2 separate regions of the Anas platyrhynchos genome follow, and region 2 is linked to region 1. The links are chromatin contacts, called in public Hi-C maps. All regions are on one chromosome and are shown on one strand. The core of a region is the stretch at or near the end of the contact, and the rest is flanking DNA. Distances in the headings are between cores, read along the strand shown. Region 1 holds the start of BTG1 (BTG anti-proliferation factor 1). Region 2 has its middle 40 kb from the start of BTG1.

The links. A called contact is a pair of places that touch in the nucleus more often than the background predicts.
Region 2: a contact with region 1 is called in a Hi-C map of subcutaneous adipose tissue, with 1.7 times the contacts expected there. The contact joins the enhancer-like site here to the promoter of BTG1 in region 1. A contact is called at or near these places in 3 of 8 Hi-C or Micro-C datasets (liver, skeletal muscle and subcutaneous adipose tissue).

Annotation. Positions count from the first base shown.
Region 1 is chr1:48,028,142-48,032,640 of IASCAAS_PekinDuck_T2T, forward strand. It overlaps BTG1 (BTG anti-proliferation factor 1), which reads left to right and starts at 2,089. Exons shown (of 2, transcript XM_027451891.3): 1 at 2,089-2,459; 2 at 3,400-4,499. The coding sequence starts at 2,312. The coding sequence ends at 3,764.
Region 2 is chr1:48,067,864-48,072,396 of IASCAAS_PekinDuck_T2T, forward strand. No RefSeq gene overlaps it. Among named protein-coding and RNA genes, the nearest start is that of BTG1, 40 kb to the left of the region's middle. Within about 2 kb of position 3,263, at least 2 of the 8 cell types and tissues checked have an H3K27ac peak or open chromatin away from gene starts, as enhancers often do. A contact at or near this core is called in subcutaneous adipose tissue, where this site is marked.

The DNA.
Region 1 (4,499 bases), core at 839-3,338:
GAAGATGAGGCTCTCTGGAGTGTTTCACAGTCAGGAAGTGGCAGCAGCTCCTTACCTATCCCCCTGCAGCACTGAGATGGAGGCGGACGTGGCCAGACTGGGAAAACAAGACAGTTCTCTGCATCAGAAGCTCCTTCTGCCTTGCTCCCTCCCACGGCCAGAGACGAGGTCCTGCTGGCAGGTATCTCACCGAGCCTTAGCCTCAAAGTTACATTTGAACTGCTTGCTGCTTTGCAGTAAGAACACCAAGGGAGTTCATTCCTCACTGGCAGACTGGATCTATGTGCACAGTCATTTATCCTTTCCACAGACAAGACCCTCCTTATAGGTGCTGTAATGGTTTAGAAGCAATCAAAACTATCAGAACTTCTTGATCGGCAAAATGGTCTGAATTTATTGAATTGCAGGTCATTTGAGGGAAGACCTTTGATAAAGTTTAAAATAAAAATGAAAAAAAAAATGAAATTTCTCCCTCTCTCACAGAGTGTGGGACAAGGTGCATGCTGCCATTTTCTTCATGTAAAATTCAAGTATGATGATTCAAATCTGATCTGAACAGTCTTGCTCTCCATAACAGCTGTGGCAAGCTGAGGAGAGCTTGTTAAACCTGTTTTAGGGTGCTCCTACATAAGACCACTTATCTACTTTGGAGTTCCTAAAACTCCTTCTGAGTGTTTGATGCTGGTTGGCACTAAGGAGGGGAGCTGAGAAACTGGCCCAGATGAAGCTTGGATCCAAGCAGAGGTGGCAAGTGCCACATGCATGTTACACTCATTATTATTATTATTTTGTTGTTGTTAAACTATTTCCAGTAGTTATTTTGTTGTAACTGAGAAGCTCTGTCAGTAAGGTCAATTTTGTATGAGAGAAGTGGGCTTTTCCTGTAGGTTGACTGACCTGGTTGTAAAAGAGAGTCATCTGCTGCTTTGAGGTCTGAAAGGAAACAGCAAATGCCAACCTGATCAGAAATGGCTGCTCTGGCTGTTTCTTACACATGCTGGGGAAGCACTGGGGAAGAAGGGATGGCTGATACCTGTGGAGCAGCAAGAAAAGGGGTCAGCCTGCCAGCTCCTCCCTTCTCACAGGACAGGACAGCCTGTGATCGCTAACGAGATATACTCAGAGGTTGGTGGCGGAACAATAGATGAGACCGCGCTCTGAAAGTACACCAAGGTTTTTAGTATGCAGTAAAGCTGTGGACTTAAGCTCCCAAGATTATCTTTTGAAGGTATTTTGCAGATCCCTCTTGTGCTTAGAGAGCCAGAGCCCCTTGAGGCTGAGTGCCTGGGATAGAATCGCTCCTGAGCGCGGAGAAGCAGGCTGGAAGCGCTGTTCAGGTACACCTCCAACATCACACCACCCCAAGTGCTGTATTTTCACCTTTTATTCAAATTATTTCACTGATTTATTTTTATGTAGTTCGTTATTAATTTATTTTTGCTGAAAAAAAAAATAAAAAGACTTTTTTTTTTTTTTTAAATGTGCCTCCAGTGGTTGTGCTTCTGCTCTCCGGCTGGAAGCAGCGAACATGTAAACACCAAAACACCAGGCTGCGTTGCATTTGCAGCTTCGCGTAGGAGCAGGGTGTGCAATAACCGAGGGGAAGAGCGAATTTTCCACCTTAAAAAGAAAAAAAAAAGCCGCACTTGGAGCTCTCCACAGAACACGCTGCTGTTCTCATCCCCCCTTTGGCGTTGCACTCGCGGGGGTGCTTTCCCCTCTCCCTTCTCCCACCCTTCTCCGGCAGCAGCCCGCCCGGTGCCGCGGCGGGGCGCGCTCCCGCGGGCCGTGCGGCTGACGTGTCGCTGCTCTCCCCGGATACAGCGCGGCGCCGTGCCCTGCGCACCCCCGCGCGCCGCGCGCCCCCGCTCTATTTGTTTACAACCGATTACGTCACCCCCACCCCCCCTTCCCCTCCCTCCCCTCCCTCCCCTCCTTCCCCTCCCCTCCCCGCTCTGCCCCCGCCCTGCGCCCGGCTCCGTCACAATGGTGCGATCGCCCCATTGGCGGCGGCGCGCCCCCGGTTCCCCGACGCCACTTCCTACCGCGGGCGGCTATAAGAGGCGGCGCGCGGCGGGCGGCTCCCTTCGCCCCGCGCCGCAGGAGATGCGGGCAGCGCTGCCGCGGCCGCCGCCGCCGCTGCCGCCGTGCCGCAGGAGGAGGAGGCGGAGGCTGCCGCCCCCGCCATGTGAGCTGGGCGCCGCCGCCCGCGCCTCGCCCAGTTAGAGCCGAGCCCGGCCCGACCAGACCCGTCCCGTCCCGACCCGACCAGACCCGACCCGACCGAGCGCCCCCGCCGGCCGCCGCCTCCATGCATCCCGCCCTGTACACCCGGGCCAGCATGATACGCGAGATCGCCGCGGCCGTGGGCTTCATCTCCAAGTTCCTGCGGACCAAGGGGCTGATGAACGAGCGGCAGCTGCAGACCTTCAGCCAGAGCCTGCAGGAGCTGCTGGCAGGTGAGGGAGGGCGGCCCGGCAGCGAGGGGCAGCGGGCGCCCCCCGGGCTGTGCGCGGAGCCCCCCCCCCCCCCACACACACACCCCGATCCGATCCGCCCCGCTCCGCAGACAAAGCCCGGCCGCGGGGCCCCCGGGTCGCTCTCGGGGCTGGTTCCGCCCCCGTGAGGAGCCGTCGGGGCAGGACGGGGCCCGGTTCCTCTTCTGGAGGCACCGCGCGGCCGCCCTCAGGCTCCGGTTGGGGTCGGTGGCGCCCGGATCCCGGCTGCCCCCGAGGCTCTGTAGCGCCCAGAGCGGGGCCCAGGCGGTGCTGGCGGGGGCCGGTGCCTTGTGCCGCGGGTACCGCCGAGCTTGGGGTGTCGGGAGGGGGAAAAGTCCAAAGGTAAGTGAAGCCGTGGGTACCTCGCCCCGGAAAAGTGGCCGGGAAGAGTGCTGGTGAAATACAGCCTGAGTCAATACACGCTGCCCAGCCGCTTCCCTGTTTATTTTTAGTCACTCTTACGACGTGAGGAACTAAGCCTGGCTGCGATTCCCAAATTATGCTGAAAAGGCACTTTTTTTTTTTTTTTTTTAACCTTGGTTCGTGGCGTTTCAAAGCCCTCAAACTTCTCTGCTTTGTATGCAAGATCCTCGTTACATGTATTTTTATGAATACTAGGAAGTTACATCTCACTCCTTTCTGATGGCAGACATTGTTCTCCATGTATGGTAGAATGAAACAATAACTTTGTGCGTGCGTGGTCCCCAAGGGACCCTGCGTTCATGTAAATCATCAGCAAAATAGAAGCCATGATGATTTTTCAGGTCATTTGATTCTAAAATAATAAGCGTCTCAACATCTAGAGTTGTGAAACTATGCAAGAGAACACTGATCGCTGCAAAACCTTGTGAAGACAGAATTAAGGAGGATAATCTTTTTTTTTTATTTTTTTATTTTGTAGAACATTACAAACACCACTGGTTCCCAGAAAAGCCATGCAAGGGATCAGGTTACCGATGTATCCGGATCAACCATAAAATGGATCCTCTCATTGGACAGGCAGCACAGCGGATTGGATTGAGCAGTCAGGAACTGTTCCAGCTTCTTCCAAGCGAACTCACTCTATGGGTTGACCCGTATGAAGTGTCCTATCGTATTGGAGAGGATGGCTCGATCTGCGTGCTGTACGAAGCTGCACCAGCAGGAGGTAGCCAAAATAACACCAACATGCAAATGGTAGACAGCAGAATAAGCTGTAAGGAGGAACTTCTCTTGGGCAGAACTAGCCCTTCCAAAAGCTACAATATGATGACTGTATCAGGTTAAGATATAGTCTGTGGATGGATCACCTTAAAATGGATGGATAAATTTGGTTTTTACTTTGGGTGGGCACCTCTGGGGATGGATTATGGAATTTAAACCATGTCACAGCTGTGAAGATCTGGCACACGTTAGAGTGGTATACTTTAAAGTGACAGTGCCATAGTTTGGACAGTACCTTTCAGTGATTTAATAGCCTGTGAGTCAAAATGATTACAACTTGCTAGAGAGTGAAGAAGATCTAGGGAGGGTCAGTTTCTCCAAGACATCTTACTTAATTTCTACACCAATTCTTGCAACCCCAATCTGTATTTATAAAGCGAGTCTCTGCAGTAAGTCTTGCAGAGTAAATTTGCACTATTACATTTATTAATTGTTAGCATTTTTGGCAGCTCAGTAACAAGACTTATTGTTATGGACACAACAGTACTGGAAATTTTATCTTTCAGACTTTTACCTAGCACTTACAAATATGTATAAATGTACATAAGATAAACTAGTAAGTATGACCTGGGGAAATGGTCAAATCTTTACATTGGCCTCAAAAGTAGCAAGTGATCAGAATCTGCCATGGCAACAGGCTTTAAAAAGACCATACAAAGACACTGTCTGAACTGTGGTGTTAGCACCAGCCAGCTATCTGTACATTTGCTAGCTTGTAGTTTTCTAAGACTGAGTAAACTTCTTATTTTTAGAAAGTGGAGGTCTGGTTTGTAATTTCCTTGTTCTTAATTGGGTAAA
Region 2 (4,533 bases), core at 2,013-4,512, 41 kb after region 1:
CATCTGAATGATGAATAAAGCCACGGGTAAGTCATTGCTCAGAAACATGGCTGCAAAAATTTAAATCCCTGCCAATTACCTCACCAAAGAACAACTTTCCGAAGCATAGAAGCAATACCTTTTTTGCTATTTGTGACCACGGCTGAAGGCCACACATGAAAAAGCAGACACTGCAAGAAAGGCTTCCTTATGCGTTGGTATGGTAGGCATCAATAATTCCCCTAACCAGAAAAAGCAAGAGAAATAGAAGAAAAAAGGTCTTTGCCAAATGTGTTCATAAAAATCACCAAAGTTTTGGTGGGGTGTCAGAAAGTTGTGGCCTACAAACGCTAGTAGTTTTGAGCATCCAGAATTTTATAACTGAAGGTGGAATAGCCAAATGGCCTAAAGCAGTAAGGGCAGCCCTGGAAAATAATGGCCTAGTCATTATGGATTCTTCTGGTATTTATGGCAATAAAACATGAATCATAATGAACTCATTGGATATTAAATATGGGGGTCACAAGTACTTTGATAGGATTTCCAAAAGAATTTACCATTAATTAACCAAATAATTATTTGAAAGTGTTACTGAATTATCCTTAGTTCTTATACAGCCATTCCAGAGAAATTGGTCATTCCCAGCTGAGTGCAGTTAATGCCTTAACAAACCGGTCATTAACTGCAGTTACTGATTTTGTGGGAATTATTGTGTTATAAAATGCACTTAACAGTTTATAGAAACAATACTTAGATTTTTTTTTTTTTTATTATTATTTTTTTTTTTGTAGCTGTAGTTCAGCTGGAGCAGCTGGGATGGAAAAATATCAGGTCCCTCGGGGTTTCCTTCATGTGTCCTTGCCCAGGAAAGAAGAAAAAAAAGGAAATGTTTATTAAACCAAACCAAAACAACAACAGAAAAAATACCTTAAGTTAAATTCAAGACAAAAGGAAATAAATTGTCCGTAGGGAGGCTGGTGCATACTTGCATTCCCATTCCAATTGAAGTCTCTGGTAATTTTTTGACGATTTAAAGCATAACCAGGATTTCTCCACCAACAATGAAAACTTGGCCTTTCAATTGTTTGGAAAGTTAACTTTATTATTGTCTTTCTCTCATCCAGGGGTTTCTAGGAGAACTTTGTGCTGTAACACCAATATTTGCTCATGTTGTGAACCCATAGTGCTGATGGTGTATTGTCCTGTACTTGTTCACAACAGTAGGAAATGAGTAAAAAATATTGTCTAAAGAGAGCGAAGGTGTGTTTCATGCATTGATCTTGCATGAACAGGAATTTACAAATTTACAACAAGCAGAGAGAAACAGAGAGTTAGCAGTGTTATTCTCATAAGGAGCTCTTCTTCCCCTGTTAAGATATTGCCTGTTCTCTTGGAACATCACTGCACTGCAGATACACCCTATGTCATTGTTCACACAACATGGGTTTATAATAGATGTTTTTGTTCATTGGCTCAAATCTGAAAAGCTAGAGGGGAGTGTGAGGAGGGAAGAGTCTGAGTTCAGCAGAAGAGAAACTATTCAAATTTTAAGCTAAATTCAAAACCTAATTTAATTTGAGGGTTGTATAATTTATTTATTTATTTTTTATTGTCGTCTGAGTTATTTTAAAGCTAAATAATGCTGTTTTGAAAGGAAAAGTAAAATTAGAAAAAAAATGAATAGACATTTCAGCTCTGCCAAACAAGTGTTTCAATTTCAAAATTTTCAAAATAAAAATATAAATTATAATTATTATTATTTTTAAATTACTTTTTAGTTTGTCCCCCACCATATAGGTAAACTTGAAGTACTTTTTCCCTTTAAATTTCCTAAGGGCTGTAGGGATATGGAAATATATTAACCGCAAATACTTGATCCAGCTATAAAACTAAATAGCGACTGAAACATCTTCTGCTTGGGGATTGCAAATTGTGCTCTTTGCATTTTAGCCTCTGTGTGATGTGGTTTGCATATTATTCAACCTTCTCTTACCCATACTAGAAGACCCTGACAGAAGCTTGTGTGACGGACTGGCTGCTTCCTTCCATTCTCCATTATTCTTCACTGTGTGTATGCTTGTTATGGTGTGATTTGGTATTTAGGGTATTAGTCTTGTACAGGCTGGAAGCTATCATCTTTTGAAAAAGCTCCATTTGCAAAATATGGACCCAATAATGTATATTTGTGCCTATTCATTTTCACCCTTCCTGGGGAATATGTAGAAATAACTCTCTTCTGCCCACCAGAAATTCCTGTTCTGTGAGACATACTCTTCTCCAGTCTCCTCTTGGCTTTATCCAAAAATATATAATATTTAGCTATCATTCTTCTTCTACTAATGGAAAGATCCTAAAGTATCTTACCATGCCTGCTACCGTTTGAGTATCAGTTCCACATGCTTGTATGATTTCCTGTGAGATAATATTAGTTCTGCAGTGAAATCAGAGGGGAAAATAAATAAATAAATAAATAAATAAATAAATAAATAAAAGACTCAACAGTGCTTTTAAAGACAGTAATCTCAATGGAAACTGATAAATTGGTTCCATGATATGAGTGTTAGATGTAAAATCTTGTTCTAGCACGGGCTTCTGACTTTCTCTTTGGTTTTCTGGCTGATGATGGATGTTGTTGCTGCCACCTGTTTGAAGACAATTATGCAACTGGGACCATGGAATGATGTCCAGTTGCCTTTTTTAGAATATGAATAGAGCTTTTGAATTTGGCTGTTCTGAGCACTTTGGGGCTGAATCACTCTGTAGACTTGCCAGAGAAAGCGTTTAGCCTATGGACATGAGCCAAAGCCCACTGAATCTCACAGCAAGGCTCTTTTTGGCTTCAGTAGGCTCTGGCTCAAGCTCTATATGAATGAGAATCTCTTCTTGTGAATTAACTAAAATTTCTAATATTTAGTTTCTATTTTTCTTTTCCTATGGATTTTTACCTGTATTTTTCCACTTGAACCACTTCCACCTCACTCTGCTCCTCTCTGCTCTGAAACAGGGGTGTTGGGGCTGGTGGCAACACAGATGCTCAGACGCGAGAAAGTCAGGGGCAAGGAGCCATCTCAGAGCTCAGCTGCCTGAACTGTGCTGTATCCACTGTCCACTTTTACTTGCTTTTCATTTTTGAATGTGTGCTATTTTGAAATGCCTCAAATGCTGTTGGACTCCAGCCTATTTTGGACATGAGCATGTCATTTCCCCTCCCTTTGCTGCAATCACAGTTGGATCCTGCAGGCATTTCCCATAACAGGCCTCAGTTATCAACGGCAGTAGTTTTAGTGTATTTCCCTTTGCAAAGACTTTTGTTGCCAGATGGGAGTTGTTACTTGTTTATATCAGGCTATGAGTAATGCCTTTTTGCTAGCACTGTACACTTTTTTTTTTTTTTTTTTTTTTTTGACATTTACTCCTGTTATACAATGTTAGCTTTGCAAGTTATAAAGAACAACCTTTTACCCTCAGGTGTCCTTTTGTGGGCTTTTTGCACTTTTTTTTTTTTTTGAGATTTTTTTTTTTCCAAATTTAAAGGTAAAATGGATATATAATAATAGAAAAATAAATGATAAACTTTCCCAGTCTGTTACTCAGTGCTGTAAGTAGATGTTAAACATAGATTAGAGGGTCTGTTTACAGGTTTCTCAATCTTTATTTCTTTGTGATTATCCTTTATGTCTGTTACAGGGCTCACCTTTCATTCAGTTATCCTTGGCACTGTTGGGTGAAACCTAAATTTTACCAGCTCCGAGCACTTCCATTAAACGGTGGGATGAGCCTTTTATCTGCAGACCTCACTCCATCATAATTCATACACTAAGACCTTATCTTGTGAGTCATTGAGCATTTGCTGTGAGAGAAGCCCTCAATGCATGCTTATTCTGAGTATTGACTCAGCGTTTGGACCATCAGCCTGAAGTCATATCTTGATAGCAAAGACTTTTCACAATAACTTTAGCATCAATTTCATGCCTTTCATTTCACAGAGAGATAAAAATTTTTATCCATCCATCTGCTTGCTTCCCAACTTTTTCTGACCTTTTATTCCAACAAAGGTAGCTCTAGCACGGCTCTGCAGCTCTGTAGACTGTAGGGCATTGTACATTGCTATATGGTGTCAAAACTGTGTAGACATGTTCAGAACCAAACTGTGATATTTGTGCTACTGTTTGCATAGAAGGTAGAGACTTGTGCCAATTCCAAGACCTCCAGAAGTCCTTGGACAGCCCATGAGTGCCATGGTATTTCCCTTTTTTGCTTCTTCCACACCAGTACATAAAATCTGCTCCAAGAGCTCGGTGTAAGGAAAATTCTCAATTTCATGTAGTTCCCCAGAGGACCTATGGAACACGATCCCTGTAAACCTGCTAAGAAAATGTGTCTCTTTGAGCTTCCATACTCAATAAGCTAGTTTCACTTTTTTAACCCTATGAACCTGAATATATTTTCCATGCCCCATTGTAGTCAACTAGAACCTTCTGAGCTTTTTCTTGTCCACTTGAACTATCTTTTACAGATACTTAAGAAAGAGTCTTTAACAACCATAAAAACCCT